3 separate regions of the Anser cygnoides genome follow, and all the other regions are linked to region 2. A link is a contact called in public Hi-C data. All regions are on one chromosome and are shown on one strand. Each heading gives the region's core, a stretch centred on a gene start, on an enhancer-like site or on the middle of the called end of the contact. The rest is flanking DNA. Distances are from core to core; before and after follow the strand shown. Region 1 has its middle 340 kb from the start of CYRIB. Region 2 overlaps LOC106038466 (a long non-coding RNA gene). Region 3 has its middle 350 kb from the start of MYC.

Evidence for each region. A called contact is a pair of places that touch in the nucleus more often than the background predicts.
Region 1: a Hi-C map of liver shows a contact between it and region 2, with 2.5 times the contacts expected there. The contact joins two enhancer-like sites. A contact is called at or near these places in 2 of 7 Hi-C or Micro-C datasets (both in liver).
Region 3: a Hi-C map of liver shows a contact between it and region 2, with 15 times the contacts expected there. The contact joins two enhancer-like sites. A contact is called at or near these places in 2 of 7 Hi-C or Micro-C datasets (both in liver).

What each region holds. Positions count from the first base shown.
Region 1 is chr2:153,709,499-153,712,332 of Taihu_goose_T2T_genome, forward strand. No RefSeq gene overlaps it. Among named protein-coding and RNA genes, the nearest start is that of CYRIB, 340 kb to the right of the region's middle. Within about 2 kb of position 1,328, at least 1 of the 3 cell types and tissues checked has open chromatin away from gene starts, as enhancers often do. A contact at or near this core is called in liver, where this site is marked.
Region 2 is chr2:153,197,711-153,200,489 of Taihu_goose_T2T_genome, forward strand. It overlaps LOC106038466 (a long non-coding RNA gene), which reads right to left. Exons shown (of 5, transcript XR_010828806.1): 3 at 2,138-2,245. All of the region lies in intron 1 of LOC136789798 (a long non-coding RNA gene), which reads left to right. Among named protein-coding and RNA genes, the nearest start is that of MYC, 28 kb to the left of the region's middle. Within about 2 kb of position 1,396, at least 1 of the 3 cell types and tissues checked has open chromatin away from gene starts, as enhancers often do. A contact at or near this core is called in liver, where this site is marked.
Region 3 is chr2:153,523,499-153,526,198 of Taihu_goose_T2T_genome, forward strand. No RefSeq gene overlaps it. Among named protein-coding and RNA genes, the nearest start is that of MYC, 350 kb to the left of the region's middle. Within about 2 kb of position 1,368, at least 1 of the 3 cell types and tissues checked has open chromatin away from gene starts, as enhancers often do. A contact at or near this core is called in liver, where this site is marked.

The DNA.
Region 1 (2,834 bases), core at 78-2,577, 510 kb after region 2:
AGTGCTAAATATCTGCTAAGTGGGTGAATGTGAGACAAAACCATTATCAAACATGCATAAAAGGATACTACTGCCTGAGAATTTGCTTTCTCGGCTTTCCATGGCATATTCGGTTTTCACTACTGCAAAGTCAAAAATGCTGTAGCTGCATAATAAAGGTGCTATAAACTCATTCTGCTGGTTCAGGTCTATTCAAAATGTTCTCTCTGCACAAAATTTAATGTTTTGCTGGAAGAGGCATCGTGTGTTCCCCGCAACAGGCATAAAACCATAAAATCAGTATAAATTCTGCACTTTTTCCTTCACTGAGTTCAACAATCATGAACCTGCTCCAAGCAAGATGAGAACTGCTGTTTGTGCTATTCACAATGTGGAACCATGGCATGAGTGGCAACTGAACTTGTCAAATAAATAATGACTTTCAAACAACAGTTAGGATTTCTGTTTCTCCAAGAGGGAATCCAGGGATTCAGTTGAACTCATGACAAGCACAAATGTTAAATATCAACTTGAAGAGTCTGACTAGAAAACAGTTAAGCATGTTGCCCATCTCCATTTCTGAATGTTCATGCTCAAGCACAAAGGGCATTGCTTTTCAGGAGGTTGATGTTCAGTCTACAGATCACAGTTCTAAGAGGTCTCAAGCTGAATCCTCCACACCACAAAGTATAACAACTCTGTTTTGTCTCATAAATGGCAAACAGCACATATATAAGAACTCAAGAAATAAAGGAAATTTTACTCATATGACAGGTTATTCCAAGGATACAATTTTGTTTGTAACTAAAAAGTCTTTATGGCCTTGACTTACTGCTTTTACATATCAAGCTAAACTCTGATCTCTGTTATACCAGGTTCAATCAAGATCACTCTAAGTTCTGTAAACACAATGTACCTTTGTCAATCGATGTATTATCAAAATGTTAAAGTCAAGCACAAACAAAATCTGAATGAGTTCTTTGAATTTGAGATAGACAAAAACAAACAAACAAAAACACATACACACACACAAAGAAAAAAAAAAAACAAAAAACAACAAAAAAAAACCAACTCACTGATAGTTTAAAAAGTAGTGTTGATGTATGAGCTACAAGATGACTTTCTCAAAAAGGTGTTTGGATATTTCAGAAGGAAAAACTTCCAAAGATAAAGATGGATACAGACAGAAAGCACAGAAGGTTTTGGATAACTCCATTGCTTTTTTTTTTCGGCCAGCTAACTCTGTCAGGTTTGCATAGACCTGGCAATCTGCAAAAGCTCTAGTCCCCTACAAAAATCTCCTCACATAAAGGTGTGAGGAGAAGAGATCACAATCACAGAATCACAGAATGGCTGAGGTTGGAAGGAACCTCTGGAAGACATCCTGTCCAACTTCCCTGCTCAAGTGGGACCACCTATAGCAGGTTGCCTAGGACCATGTCCAGATGAGTTTTGAAGATCTTCAAGGAGGGAGACTCCACAGCTGCTCTGGGCAACCTGTTCCCATGCTCCATCACCTACACAGTAAAGATGTACTTCCTGATGTTCACACAGAGCCTCTTGCATTCCAATTTGTGCCCATTGCCTCTTGTCCTGGCACTGGGTACCACTGAAAGGAGTCTGACTCCATCCTCTGCACTCTCCATTCAGATATTTATATACGTTAATAAGATCCTCTCCGAGACTCCTCTAGTCTGAAGTCCCAGACCTCTTGGCCTTTCCTTATAACAGAGGTGTTCCAACACCTTAAACATTTTTGTGGTACTTGAAAATATGAGGTCTGCTAATCTGAGGATTAGCAATGTCTGAACACGCTATCAATGCAGGCTTGTCCCTTAATCCCACATTTCCCATCATTCAAAGTGGAAACCTGAACCTGTGCTTCCATGTTTTATTGGCACAAATTCCCAGTATGTCCTGGTGGTCCAGGATTGCTCTATGGTGTTGCCCAAAGGCAAGCTCTTTCTCATGTCATAGAGCCAGGCTTGAGCAGGACTAAACGCGTTACACTTTGCTTTGTTCTGCAGATAGCCTGAGCAGAGCTCTTCCCAAACAGAGGGGAGGAGCTCTCAGCCTGAATTACAGCCAAAAATGTGGCCAAAAACATAGGTCAGAGGGCTTTGTGTGCTTAACCCAGCTTTCAGGTCCCTTCTTCCCCTTCCAACAGAGATCAGCATGGCATGAGCTCTCCTCTTTTGTTAGTGTCAGGCCATGAAGACAGGGGGAAATTAACCTGTCACAGGCATGGTTAAGAAAGGTCACAAGTTCAGGCAGGACATCTCCTGTCCTTAGTTCTAGGTAGGCCCAGTCTGAGCCATGCTCTTGATCACTAACAAATGTTTAGCCATTTATCACTTTCATTGCAAAGTGGAGGGAATTGCACATGAGAAGGCAGTGAGAATTTCCCGCAGAAAACTTGGATTCAGTTGTTGTTGCTGCTTGTCACTTCCTGATTGCACTGAAAGCACCATTTATTGTTATCCTGCCTGGGTGTCCATGAAAATGATTTGATTCAGGGCCAGCAGTAACCCAGTTCTTTCCCATCCAGCTTTACTTGCCAGAGTCTTAAACTCTGAAGGGCTCTACTGCAGAAATAATCTTGTTAACTCTGAGCTTTCATAAATTTCAAATCAGGGTCCCTAAAATTGTGAGACATGCTTAAAAAAATAAAATATATATATATAAATAAATTATGTCTTATGATAGTAATATTGATCTATTTTGTGTCTTCTCTTTTGTAAGACTGAGGAATGCACTTGATTGATATTTTAAAGCTTTTCTCTGCAACTATGCAGACTGGAAAGAAAGAACATTAAGAGTCTTTTGTACATACATTCCAGCATTTGGAAGATCAT
Region 2 (2,779 bases), core at 146-2,645:
GCATGGGTTTGGAAACCCTACAGGTTCAAAGTCATCTGGAAGCAGGTATCCAGACCAGCCCCATTGATACCCGCCTGTGTTCTGCTTGATTTTGTTTTCAGAACATTTTTTGTCTTTTCTTAAGTCTCAGTAGCTGGACTTTAAAGATTGCTTGCCTTGCTTTTTTCTTACAGTTAGGAGGACTGAAAGTTTTGATCTTTTCACTGATGCTGTAGGGGAAGTGCCCTGTGCGGTCCTGTATAAATCTCAGCTGGGGCTGGGGGATGGTTGTCAGTAACTTAGAAGAAGAAGAATCCAACTTAAGAGCATGTAAAAGAAAATGCAACAACCAACAACTTCTGATCGACTCAAAGCTTTGAATTTTGAGCCATAGGTTTGATCATACTGTAAGCATCTCCTCTTGAAAACGGTGGCTGAGCAAAATCTGTGCCAAAATAAAATGCATTGTATTGCCTTGTGCAGTGCCCTGCCCAGGCAGAGGCGAGCCCTGGGGGGCAGGACTCGGTGAGCAGCTGGAAAGGGCTTGCCAGCTGTGCGAGGAGAGCGTGGCTCAAGAATTTGGAGCCTTACCGCCTGTGTAGGGACTGCTCCCTGTGTGTGCCTGCAGGTCATCAGCACGTAGACCCCTTGGGGTGTGCTGCTGATTTACTGGGGTGTTTGGATATGATACAGTAAAGATGTGAGTGAGTGCTGTAAGGCAAGGGGTGAAACACGGGTATCTCAGGACTGTGAAAGCTGCTTAGGGAAGGTAGCTTCTCCTGGAGAGCTTTCTGCCAGGTGCTGTGTCCTCACAGCTTGGTGTTCGATCCTATATTGCTGTCCTCTGGCAACCGGTGAGCTGCTGATGTAGAAACGTGCTGCTGTGCGCTGGTTAACGTGGTGGAAACAGCAGCCGTGGGCTCGTGCCTGGCCTGCGTCAGAGCATGTGGGACGTGGAGCAGCGGCCAAAGCCCAGGCTGCCCTCGAACCCTTTGTATTTTGTCTCTTCCACGTGGAAACATATCTAGCATGGGTCCCTCTTTGCTAATGTTAAAGTTTCGCAATGATAGAAGTAAATATATTTTTAATATTAACTGTGTTACAGACATAATGTTTATGGACGTAGCCCTGCTGCATTCCCTAGACGTGATAGAGACCCTAACATCTATGATACATCAATGTAGCCCTGCTATAGCAGACCCTAGATGTGACAGACTAAAACCCCCTTGTTTCAGTCGATTATATAAACAGGTAGTCACACGTATCAACGAAGTGATCCGTAATTTATCACACAGAGCAAACAGCTACTGTACATCCTTTTGGAAATATTTAGTAACATTTCCAGCCTCATTTAAATAATAACAGCTTGTTTATTTTTTTTTTCCTCCTACATAAGGGTAGGAGGGTGTGAAATACACTTTCCCAGACATGATCATGAGGGGAGCAAAGGCCAAGAGCTTGGGGCTGTGCCACAGATGACTTGAAACGCCGCTCTGGGGCTTTCAGATGGTGATGTGTTTGCTTTGTGAGTTGCTGGATAATTTCATTTACAGGTATCTCACAACTGCCTCTGGTTCTTATATTAGCTTGCTTTTAGGTATGCGGTGTGTAAAGCTTCAAATTTTTCTTAAACATTAAAAAGGCTGCTATTAGGTGATATAATAATACTAACAAAAAAGTACGTGCTTGATTTTACAGAGGAAAATAACCAGTCTTATTTACAAGATAGGAGGTTGGACTGGAGACCCCGGGGGGTTCTTCCTACCAACAGTTCTCTGCTTCTGTGGTTACTGAGGGAAAAATGGAGAAGACAAACTTCAGGTCTTGGTTTGTGGAATGAAATGGAAGGAGGCCCAGCTTTCTGGAATGCACATGATTAGTAAATAAATACAATTAAGATTAGAAGGAAGAACATTAGAAGGAGAACTGTGTCTCCCTGATGGGGTGAAGAGTCTGTACCAGGTCCTATACCTATACCTGCAGCCCCCCACAAGCACCCAGCACACCCGATGTGGTAGGATGGGTGAAGGCTAAGCTGCTACTTGAAATTTGCTGCTTTGGTGAAGGTAGGGTTGATACCTTGGACCAGTGCAAGCACAACAACATGAGTCAGATCAGGAATTTGATGTGTATGTAAAGGTGCTAAAGTAGATCATACTTGCACTTGTGTGGTGTCTTCTGAACTGCTGCTCGGGTGCAACTGAAGGAAATGCCCCAGCACCTCGGTGAGAGGAGGAGACGATGATGCTTTTTGCCGTCCAGGAAGCTGAAGGAGTGAGAAGTTAGTTTTGAAATGTTTTCCATATCTTCATTAGTTAGCGTTAAGACCCACCAGAGCTGGTTGTCACAGGCAGCTTGGATAGATGGTGGGGTTCCCCGTGCTCAGCTGTGGGCAGGGTGTGAGGGCTCTGCCCTCAGCAGCCATTTCTTCTCCTTCCTCTTCTGCTCTTCGTCGTTGAATGCATCAGGGCAGATACTGCATTTGTACGTTTGTTCACATTGGGGGACTGCAGGGCCCTGATGTCACCTTGACCCTCAGAGCTTCGCTGAGATAGTCGGGGTCCTGTACAAGCTTGTCCTGTACCAAGCTTGGCATCGTTAGAGATGGTAGCGGTGACTTTGATAGGCTGTCTTTGAGGGGGAGGTCTGGTGACTGCAACCGACACTACTGGGAAGGAAAAAACTTGAAAACTTTACACCAATTAGCTCTGTGAGGTCATGCAAGTGTTGAAGGACTGGAAATAAAATCTCCCTTAGCTCCTAGCTTAGTGTGGAAGGAAAATGTGAGTACCAGCTTTTC
Region 3 (2,700 bases), core at 118-2,617, 330 kb after region 2:
GATATATTTGTCTCCCCTATTCTGCAATATGTTTGCACAAGTACATAAGTATACAAAATTCAGAGAAGTTTTGCCCTTGGATCTTCAGTGCTGAAAGACAAGAAATGGTGAAGTACATGTTATATGTCCTTCTGTCTTGTCTATTTGTCCAAAAGGTGAGAAGGAGATCAAAATGCAAAATTACTGACATGTAGTTCAGGTGAGAAGGAGGGACATATCCCCTTTCTCCTGTAAGCCTGCAAGCAGTTCTCCATGCTAGTCCATTCCTTGGGGTGCCTCCAGGTATATTCATCTTACTGTAGAAATATCAGGACCTGGCCGCTGGGTCAGCAAATTACATACATCCATCTGTCTTAACCCCTGTAATGAGGTTTATGTGAAGGGTAAAGTTTAAAAGCTGGGGCAGAGACCATGAACTCATCCGAAAATATATGGCCTTATATCCATATGAAGTGATGGCTCCAACAACAAAATTCCCCTAGGTTTAAAATGTATCCCAGCCCTATTGCTATTTTCCCTCAAACCAAATTGCTCCATTGGTCTACTCCAACTGATTTTGTGAGTGAAACTAAATGGGACAGAATAGATTTAAATGTTATAAATGTCCAAAAAAAAGAAATGGGGAAAATGGGTATAATTTTTAGGGAAATTACTTTAAGTAGATATAAAATGTATTAGCCTTCCTAACAGGCTGGTTAAGGTACATGCTTACATCCTGACTCAGTTTTACTCAGTCCCAAAGGGGACTAAGTAAAATAAATAAATAAATAAATAAATAGTCCACTTCATGAATAAGAAGTGGAAGCAAAAAGAGAGAAGTCAAGACCTCGCTATTTCTTCCTCAGTCAGTTTAAAGACCCATTGCCCCATCCTAGTCCCTCTAGACCAAAAGGGAGTTTTACCATTGACGTTAATGGGAACAGGATCTGGCCCAGTAACTGGCTGTTTTGGATCTGTTTCTGTCGCCCTTGCTGCATTGTTGCTGAGAGTACAGAACATCCTCGCCTTCTGTTTTTCACTCCTTAATGTTTCCTTAGAATACTTAGGCGGAGAGTGACTGTAAATGCTTAACCTTTGTCAATGGCAGACATTCAAGAGAGTTTGGCTGCCTCCTATTTCCTTGTGGACACTGATTTAAGAGTCCATCCAAAACATTTGTTCAGAAGGATATGACTAACATGAAAATCTGTCACTGTATAAACATAGTGACCAAAACCTATTTGGCAGCATTTTAGATCTGCTGGCTAATAATTAGGTATTTATGTTTGCTTTAACAGCACCAGTTGTGATGATCTAATGTCGTTTAGTATTTATATGGATAGCTCATCAGATTTTTTTCTTTTTACAATGATTCAGCATAATTACATGGAAGATAAAGAACATTTAAACAAAAAAAAAAACTTTTTTCAGTAACTAATGCAAAATTTCAGTCAGGGGCACATTAGAAATGACATGCTGAGCTCACATGAGAAGAACAACGCCTGAATTTACTGGAAACATTGCAGTAAGGGTGAGTGAAGTCATTGAAAACAAATTGCTGTTCCCTTCCTAAATAGGCTTGGGCTGGAGTAGGGTCCTCTGGGTTGTGACCAGATTTAGCATTCACAGCCAGTTTGTTTCACAGAAATGCAGTACAATCTCTAGGGAAACAAATCTGCAAAAAATGTGCATGAGAATTTTTGGGGCGGGGAGGGATACACGGATCTAATGCAGTCAGAAGCATATTAAAAGCTATAAACAGTTTGCTGTTGTTTGGGCTGGTTCAGAAGATCGCTTAATCGTTTACTGACACTCTTATCACTGCAACAGGTTTTGTTATTCTGATCCAACTGTGTCAAAAGTTATGTGAACACATATATCAGTCTATAATTCAAGTACATGTTGTTATTCACTATCACAAAAACTATAAAGACTCTGAAACCCTAATGATACCGATCCAAGTACACTTTGATAAGCTTGAAGGGCGTACGATTTGTATTAAAGTGTACCTCCTACAGACTGTTTTCAGAGCATCATAAAGGAGTAGGAAAATTACCTTTGATACACCTGCTACTAAAGAGCTTGTGAAAATGTTTGAGGACAAGACCTTTTTTCTGCCCACTCAATGAAGCAAGAACAAGGAGAACATTACCTTGTTTGACTGCTTGCAAGAAGCAGAAAAATCTGTACGCTTCTCCACACACACTTCTCAGATCACCCCAGCAGAACTTAGGAGATGACGGAAAGTCAAATACTGTGTTCTGAGAACCATATGAGAGACAAATTCACCCATAAGCTTTCAAAATCTAACAATGGCAAAGAGAATTCAGTGTACAGAATTGCCACCATGGAAAGTATTACTGCTGCTTGGTACCATCAATTCTTCATGATTTTTATCCTTATTGTGGTACTTTGATATGATGAAGAATACATTTCTGTACAATCTACTTTTAGCTTTACTAGGTTAGGTCTTACCCTCATAGTTCCACTTCCCTTGCAGTGCATTTCCTGTTCTGAATCATTAATTTCACTCTGATAAACACTTTAGCTAGGAAGTTGGAAGTTACTATGAAAGAATCATAGAGATTAGGAGTCATCAAATCCATCCCTCCTCTTTTCAGGAGGAGAAAACAAAGAAAGGATGACAGGGAATGAGATGAGAAGATAACAATACTATGGTATACATGTGACTAATTGCGCCAGCCAAACAAGTGCAGCTGG